Regions from separate parts of the Gossypium hirsutum genome. Here region 1 is linked to region 2. The links are chromatin contacts, called in public Hi-C maps. All regions are on one chromosome and are shown on one strand. Each heading gives the region's core, a stretch centred on a gene start, on an enhancer-like site or on the middle of the called end of the contact. The rest is flanking DNA. Distances are from core to core; before and after follow the strand shown.

Region 1 (4,268 bases), core at 1,674-4,173, 190 kb after region 2:
TTCCTTTTTTTTAATTTTTATCAAATTAAAATTTAATAAATAATTCATTTTGCATTTTGTCATCACATATTATATTGGAGTATTATTTGTTACGCATGTTTTAGTGTATAAATTAACAATAAATTAATTCATTTGATAATATTTAGCTATCCACATGCCTTCATTTTAGTAAAGAGAAGAAAAAAATCGCTTATTTTGAAGATATCTTACTTTTTACTAAAGCTTTTACATATTTTTCTAGCTTCTAGTTTCGAGTTTATGTCTAACTATTATAATACATAGGTAATAAAAAAAATTTCATGTTATTATACTAGTAACCAAACAAGGCATAAATATTTTGTTTTAATCATAAAATACAAATTTAATTTTGACATCTCAAGACAAATAATTTATTTGGCCCTCCAACTTTACAAAAAAAAATTAGTCCTTCACTTAATTTTGCGTCTCTTTTAGCCATTGAACTTGTATTGTTTGTCAAATCACCCCAAAATAGATGGAAAAATTAACGTATGTTAACTTTATTGACGTGACATATACGTGGATGGCACATGCAATTAACTAATTTTTAAATATTCAAAAATTCAGAAAAAAATTATAAAAACTAAAAAATAAATTATTAACATTATTAAAAAGTATAAAAATGATTAAAATATATATTTTTAATTCTAAAAATAATAATTAACTATTGATGTCGTGACATACATATGTATGTCATATCAACAAAATTAACAAATGTTAATTTTTTCATCCATTTTGAGGTGATTTTGGCAAACAAAACAAGTTCAAGGGCTAAAAGAAGTGAAAAATTAAAGGCATAATTGCATAAAATGCCCTCAACGTTTATGGGTTTTTGGGTTTGAGCCCTTAACCTTTTTTAATTGGCACCTTCAATGTTACGATTTTTTTTGACATAGCCTATGTAGTATGCCACATAAGCACAATGTCATAGATGATGTCTTCAAAACAATTTTTTTTTCATTTTTTTTCATTTTCTTTCTTTCTCTCTTCCCCTTTAACTGTTGTTACAATAAAACATGTTTTTTCAACGCTTTCCCAGATTTTGTCTCTTTCCAAACACATCTTTAGTGTTTTTCTCTCTTTCCAGATTTTCTCAACGCCTCCATGAGTTATTAGTTTTTTTTTCTAATCAACACATCTTTATTAATAAAATGGCATATAACAAACATCCAAAAGAGCATGCAAACTAATGAAATCCATTAAAACATAATATAGATACATATATATTTATATTTATATGCACACCACCATTTTCTTCAGTTTCTCACCAGCCAAATGGAATAAAACGAATCCCTACAACAAAAAGAAGCTAACTTTCTAGTGTTTTAACAAAAATTCAGCAAATTCCACATCCCATTTTATACTAATTGAGCTAGATCTATCAACTTTAACCTCCAAAATTCAGCTTTTAAACCTTCCACAATCCTATTTGTTTCTGGAAAAAAAACAGAGAAAGAAAGAAAAAGATCAAAGTTCTGGGAATTACCATAATCATCTTCATCAAGAAAATTAAAGGAATGGTGATCACAATTGTAAGTAAACTTGTTGTTGGAAGAAGTGAGTTTCTGCAAACACTAAGCTGCGATTGCTGGGAAATTCCTAGTGAACTCAGTGTATTCAGCCAAGATCGTTGTTCCTCGAGCAATGAAGCTATAAATAAACGCTTCCTGATTCATTCTTTTTCTCTCTTGAGTTAAATTCAGTTAGCTCACAAGTTAATCACAGAGACTGAACAGAGAAAGACAATGAAACTTTTCTTGTTCTACTACTTCAACGTTAATGTTTCCTTTTTCATTTTTTTAAGATTGAGTCTGCCATTTCTTTGTTTGTTTCAAAAATAATTTTGTGTGAGTTTAATCATCTTTTGTAATTTATTAATTTCTATTCTTTATTTTTTGAAATATGTATTTTCAATTTGAATTTGGGTGTTTGGAAAGAGAGAAAATTTGGGAAAACGTTGAGAAAAAAATGTTTTATTGGAGCAACAATGAGAAGGGAAGAGAGAAAGAAAGAATATGGGAAAGAAAATTGTTTTGATGATGTCATCTATAACATTGTGCTAATGTGACATGACACATAGGTTATTTCGTTAACTTGTCATTTGATTGACGGTTAACTCACGTTTACCGTTAAAATTAGACTAATTTTTAAAAAATCGTAATATTGAGGATGTCAATAAAAAAAGGGATTAAGGGCCCAAACCTAAAAATCTATAAACGTTGAGGGTATTTTATGCAATTAGGTCAAAATTAAATAAAATACTAAAATAATTTTTTTTATAAAATTAGAGAATCAAATATATATAAAACTATATTCTTTACAACCGATAATGATAACTTAATTATTATTAGTTGAGAAAATTTAGCATGTCTACTCTATAACATTTTGTCGTACTACTTTTAGTTGAGAAAATATAACATTTTGTGTAATAATATTTTTCATACTTTAAATAATAAGATTTTATATTTGAGTTAAATAAATGAAATAAAAAATATAATATATTTGATAATGTATTAAGTAAAGATAATTTTATGTTATGGTAAATCACCAAGTAGGTATAATCTTTCCCTTAGATCACAAGAAAAAAAGGATTGATCTAAGAGTGACAAAATCTGTCATAAATTACCACTTTAATACTAAAATTAACAAGATGAAAAAACAAAAATGGATTGAACGCCTTTGTTGTTGCTTTTTGATACCATGAATCGTGGTCATCAACTCCAACTACTTCATTATGTACACTTGTTAAATTCACTTAGTGTTTTTCTAATAATTAAAAATATATTATTGAAATTTAATTATAATTATTTAAAAAAAACTATATTTCTTTGACATTTTTAAGTAATAGTTCACCCGAAAATAATGGACTTATCTCATATTTATTTTAGTAATGAATAGTTCCACGTGGCACTTCAACAGTTCCGTTCCACCACGACCAAACGGTCCAAACCCACTCATCTTCTTCTCCAGCTCTCAGTTTAGTAATTCGGCTTCCATTCCATGAACAAACAGTCAAACAAAAACCCCCAAATAAATTTAAAATTAAATAAATCCCCCCAAAAAGTACTAAAACGAACAAAACAATAATTATTGAAAGCCAAAGTCCTAAAATTTCTTCTTGCTAATCAGATAAAACGTCTCTCCCCACGGTTGTTTTGTTTTCTCCGTCCCTTGATTCGTCGCTGCGATGGGCAGCACGGAAGAAGATACCACCACTTCCAAACCCACATCTCTATACGACGCCGCTTCCTCCACCGAACCTCTCCTCTTCAAACCCACCACCGGCTCTGCCTACCCATCTCCTCCAATCGAAGAACCACCTCAATCCGGCCCCTCCGAATCCGACCCAACTCAGTCCCTCCAGATCTCTTTCAATTACGGGCCCAGACCTTTCAAAGACCTCCCTTTCCTCATCCTCTTCCTTCTCTTCGTCCTCTGCACTTTCGCTTTCGGTATTTTCTCAATCTTCCATCGAAACGGCAACTACTCCAACGTTTCGGCCTTCACCTACGATTCCAATTCCACTTCGTGCGTTCAAGATACTTCCTTTTTATCAAGTCAATTATGGGTCTCTGAAACTTCATTTTTTGCGTTGTCAAGTTCCAGTCTTTGGACGTATTTAGTATGGACCCTTGTGATAACTTCAGTTTTAAGTGTACCCATATGTTTGCTTTTGCTTTTATTACTCAAACACTACACCAAGCAGATCGTTTATGTCTTGCTTCCTTTCTTTATAATCATGCCGGTTTTCTTTGATGTTTATTGGTTCGTTGCTTGTACCTTGAGCTCTTCTTGTAGTGATGCTTTCCCTTTGGTCTATAGAATTCTGGTGCTTATTTTCATTTTGTTAATAGTTGGGGTTATTGTTTGGATCATTGTGGCTAATTGGCATCGGATCGAGTTGACTGTGAGGATTATCGGGGTTGCTTCCGATGCGCTTTCGAGGAATTTAGGGTTGTTTTTGGTGATACCGTTGTTGACCGTTGGATTGTTGGCTTATTATGCGTCAATTGTTGTGTTCTTGGTGTTTTCTAGGTTTAATGGGAAAATTGTGGCTAAAGAATCGAATGGGGAGTATACTTGTGTTTGGAAACAAGATAGCTGGGTGCCTGCTTATTTTACATTGGCTATTTTGACAATGTTGTGGTCCTTGACCAGTATGGTGGAAGCTCAGGTTTATGTTACCAGTGGCACCATTGCTCAGTGGTACTTCTCCAAAGATGATACGAAACCTCACCGGAGCATAAGGA
Region 2 (4,465 bases), core at 517-3,016:
TGAAGGGAAACAGAGCGCTGTCAGTCTCTCACAAAGTTCTTTGTTTTCTTTTAAAGAGTTGTCACTCTTTTGAACAATTGGTGGTTGTGATTAAGCTATTGGTCGTATATGAAAAATTTAATCAAGGGTTGTAATCTGTGGTTTTCACTGCATTGATACACACAAAGTATCAAACCAGGGTTTAGTTTTGATGAGCTTGATGCTGGAACATTGTTTTCAGTTTTGTTACTAATCTTTGTCTATACGGATTTTAGCCCTTGAATATTCATATAACAGATATTGTAATCATGTGCTTGGTAAAATACACAAATTTTTTAGATGAGGTCATTTGAAATCCTAATGAACTATTTCCAAATCAGACTTGATTCAAAGCATGCCTCAGTAATCAGTATACAGCTCAATTCTTTGAGTCAATGGTTTATATTACTATTTCTTCATACAGATGTCAGCAACACAGGAAGGAGTTGTATGTAGGGCCAAAGCAGAATGGACTCCGTCTCGGGATGCATTTCTGGTTGAGCTTTTCATCGAGCAGCACAATTGTGGACGAACTGCATATAATGAATTCAAGAACGATGTTATTCGGTCTGTTACGCGTGATTTTAACAACAAGTTCGGCATGAATTTGGAAGAAAACCAAATAAAAAACCGTTACAATGTGATGAAAAAAGATTATGGCGTTGTTAAAACCCTACTCGGACATAATGGATTTGGTTGGGATGAAACTCGACAAATGGTGGTTGCTGATGACAAAGTTTGGGACAACTATATCGCGGTACGAAGTGAAGCAAGACCCTTCCGACGCAAGAGCTTTCCTCTCTATAAACAAATGTCTATCATATTTGAAGGTAATATTACTTTATTAGATTATGACTATTTGCCCATAGTTGCTTTCTAAAACAATCTTCTTTAACTTGCGGAGCAGGCGAAAGAACTACCGGCAAATCCATGCCGAACACGGCTCCAATTATAACTGAAGAGGGGAATAGCAACACAGAGACAGTTCGATCTTCAGAGCCAACTAATGTACCGACACAAGTGGTTGAGGGTACCCTTGATTCTGATTCGATAATTCGAATAAGTGACAAACAACCTAAGAAACGAAAGTCTGTGGCTCCAAGAGCTTCAGCTCATAAGAAAAAGGTCTGCTATGATGCTGGTGAGCCGATAGAGAACGCCATATACGAGATGTTTTCAGCTGTCAAGATGAGAGCTTTACAAAGAGATGCATCAAACGAGAGAACATTGTATCATAAGTGCCTGGAAGAGTTGCAGCATTTAGAAGAACTGGATGATGCTGAAGAACTGGATGATGCTGAGTTTACAAAGTCTGTCAATGTTCTCAAAGACGATAAAAACGCAATTGCATTCATGACAATTAAAGGGCCTCGGCGGTTGATTTGGTTGAGGTCTATATGGCAAGCATCGTGACCTGAGAATCGAAATAGATTAGAAACAATTGGCTCACTTCCACTCGCGAGTGTTATACCTCTTTTGTTGCAGATCCACTTCTGCTTGTGAGTACTGATACTCATATGCAACACCTGTTACCTTGTGGGTTAAGAAACTCGTTTCCTTCTTTATTTGGTCCATTTCGACACATAAATATCATCATTTCCGGTTGAAATTTTGAAACATTTTTACCTTGTAACTCTCCATTTTGAGCTTTCACTTTAGGAATCTCCACTATATTTGTATGCTTAAGCTTGAGTTTACGATAAGTTTACATCAAGCATTCGTTGCCAAAACAGGGCACTGAACTCTTCACCAGCCAATTGAACATTCCAAACAAGAACAGGGTTTGCTTGCTTGTTTATTTGGTCAAAGGCAGGCATTTCAAGTGTTAAACCATCACAAACCAGATTATATCAATGCTTCAGCGAAAAAAAGTTAGCATAAAGAAGGCCAATAAAATACAGTTTTCTGTACATATATACCTTTGCTTGAAAAGAAAGGAACGTGAAAATGCCCGGAACAACAAAGACAAAAACTTCGAGATTTGAGTATTTAACAAAATAACCCTAAACCAAAACCAAAAGCCTAAAGGCAAAAACCCCACAAACACATTCTGGAAGTCCCACTCTCCCTGCTATGTCCTCCAAGAAAAAGTAAAGTTCTCTAGTGTTTTTTGGCAATTGTTTAACTTCAAACTCCATTTTTTAATCTTTAAGTCATCAACAATGGATCGTCGTCATCTCTCTTCCACCTTTGTTTTGCTCCTCTTCATCTCCTTCTTCTCAGGTAAATAAAACCTTCAAAGACTCCATTTTTTTTTCTTTGCTCTGCAATCACTGACACAGACCCTTGTTTTCAATCGCAGAAGTGAATCCAGCTTCTTTCAAGATCGTCAACAAGTGCCGCCACACGATATGGCCGGGTTTTTTATCTGGCGCCAACACTGCTCATCTTACAACAACCGGCTTCGTTCTAAAACCCGGCAAATCAAGAACAGTGACAATACCAAAGTCTTGGTCCGGTCGACTCTGGGGTCGAACCCTTTGCGGCGTCGATTCCTCCCGTAAATTCGTTTGTCAAAGCGGCGATTGCGGCTCCGGCCAAATTGAATGTTCCGGAAATGGCGCCAAGCCGCCAGCCACTCTCGCGGAATTTACGTTAAATGGTGCCGGAGGATTAGACTTTTACGACGTCAGCTTAGTGGACGGCTACAATTTGCCGATGTTGATAGTGGTCAAGGGAGGTAAAGGCGGGAATTGTAGCGCCACAGGTTGCTTATTGGACCTCAACGGTGCTTGTCCATCTGAGTTACGCGTTGCGCGTCAAAATGGTGGTGGAGGCGTGGGGTGTAGGAGCGCGTGTGAAGCGTTCGGAGATCCCGAATACTGTTGCAGCGGGCCGTTCGGAACGCCTAACGTTTGTCGGCCATCCAGATACTCGTTGTTTTTCAAGCATGCTTGCCCACGCGCGTATAGCTATGCGTACGACGATACCACGAGTACGTACACGTGTGCCGGCGCTGATTACGTCATCATGTTCTGCCCTCCTCCTTATACCAGGTGAATTTCACCAACCAATCAACATTCCCCATCTTTAATGTTTTAGTTAAGTTTGCTTGCTTTGTAATTGTTACTTGTCGACTTCATGAGTGCCACGCTGTCATGTTCCAGAAAATTCGGCGTATTTTGTGGATGAAGTGCAGAGCGGTGACTTTGCGATGCTTCTTAAACATAATGGGTTTTAAAAAGTTGTTTCTTTTTCCAGATTATTAAATTCAATGCCATTATACATCGGAGATTCAATGATTGTCTGGTTAAAATTTATGAAAAAAACAGAACGAAAAGAAAAATAAAAGAGTAGTGCATAGTGTTTGTATTTGGGAAAAAGGAACCTTGATACAGCTGGATCTTGGAGGCCTTCTAGTTGTTGTTCATGTGCTATAACTGGATCTTACATGGATGGTTTGTCTTTTTTCATATGTCGTATGGCAGCCATTTTGTAGACCAAGTATTGATTAGTGTTTGATGGATAATTTTTGCAGTCAGAAAGTGTTTGGTGCAAGGAAGGATGGAGCGCTGCTACCGCTTGTAAATAAGAGTATGATATACATATCCAGCCTACATGCAAATGGGGCATCACTATCAGGTCTGCTCCAACTGCAATCTACTGTCCCTGCAGCCTCTTTTACAATGGCTATTTTCCTCTTTTGGCAACTTATTTTAACTTTGTGACTAACATTTGGCCTGGACACTTCCAGGCAAGTAGTAGCAAGGACTAGCTCAACTGAAGGGAGACATTCTATACGCTGGATTAAAATGAGCGGCAACATAAATTTGCATATTGCCTACAGATATTGGGATTTCACGTTTGCCACACAAATATTGTACACATTTTGTTTTTATACTGATACACAAAAGGTTTCCAAGTTTTTACTGTCAAATGAATATCAAGGTTTAAATTCAACATATCCTTTGACCATCTGATGTTATATCTATGAATTTTAGATGGGTTATGTAAAGGAATGGGTATCTCTCACTAAGCTGAGAGTTCATTTACTAATAGAAAGAGAGCTCCAACCAAATCTTACGTAAAAACGTCAAATCTCCTTTACGCTTTCTGAGTGTGAGGGGAAATCTGGCTTCACCTAACATGCAATTTGCTCTCGCATTAGCTGTAAGCAAGCCATGTCGATACTGGACTGGACCAGTCCATTGTTGGATGTTTGCAACTCTCATCTTCAACACCACCACATGTATTCCAGGGGGTACAACGTTGTCTGTGCTTCATCTAACGCCTGTGCGGTCAACTTTCAAGTTTTAATTTATGCAGAGTCACTCATGAAAATGTCTGATTTGGAGGCTGCTATTAACAGGTATAACGTGTACTGTAATAGTGAGTCATAACAAAGTAGTCGAACATGTAAGAATAGTTAAACGTAAATAAAGAAGAGACCAAAGTTATAGTAGTTTGGTTAATAAATCTATATACTGTTGAGAAAATCTAGGTATTT

The links. A called contact is a pair of places that touch in the nucleus more often than the background predicts.
Region 1: a Hi-C map of leaf shows a contact between it and region 2, with 2.1 times the contacts expected there. The contact joins the promoter of LOC107922242 here to the promoter of LOC107921221 in region 2. A contact is called at or near these places in 9 of 34 Hi-C or Micro-C datasets (callus, hypocotyl, leaf and 2 more).

What each region holds. Positions count from the first base shown.
Region 1 is chrD01:54,861,889-54,866,156 of Gossypium_hirsutum_v2.1, forward strand. LOC107922242 (CTL-like protein DDB_G0288717) reads left to right here and starts at 2,924. Exons shown (of 3, transcript XM_016852162.2): 1 at 2,924-4,268. The coding sequence starts at 3,206.
Region 2 is chrD01:54,669,307-54,673,771 of Gossypium_hirsutum_v2.1, forward strand. LOC107921221 (thaumatin-like protein 1b) reads left to right here and starts at 1,767. Exons shown (of 4, transcript XM_041087431.1): 1 at 1,767-2,241; 2 at 2,321-3,014; 3 at 3,497-3,600; 4 at 3,721-4,414. The coding sequence starts at 2,181. The coding sequence ends at 3,938. It overlaps LOC107921222, which reads left to right. Exons shown (of 3, transcript XM_016851102.2): 2 at 443-848; 3 at 926-1,658. The coding sequence starts at 443. The coding sequence ends at 1,431.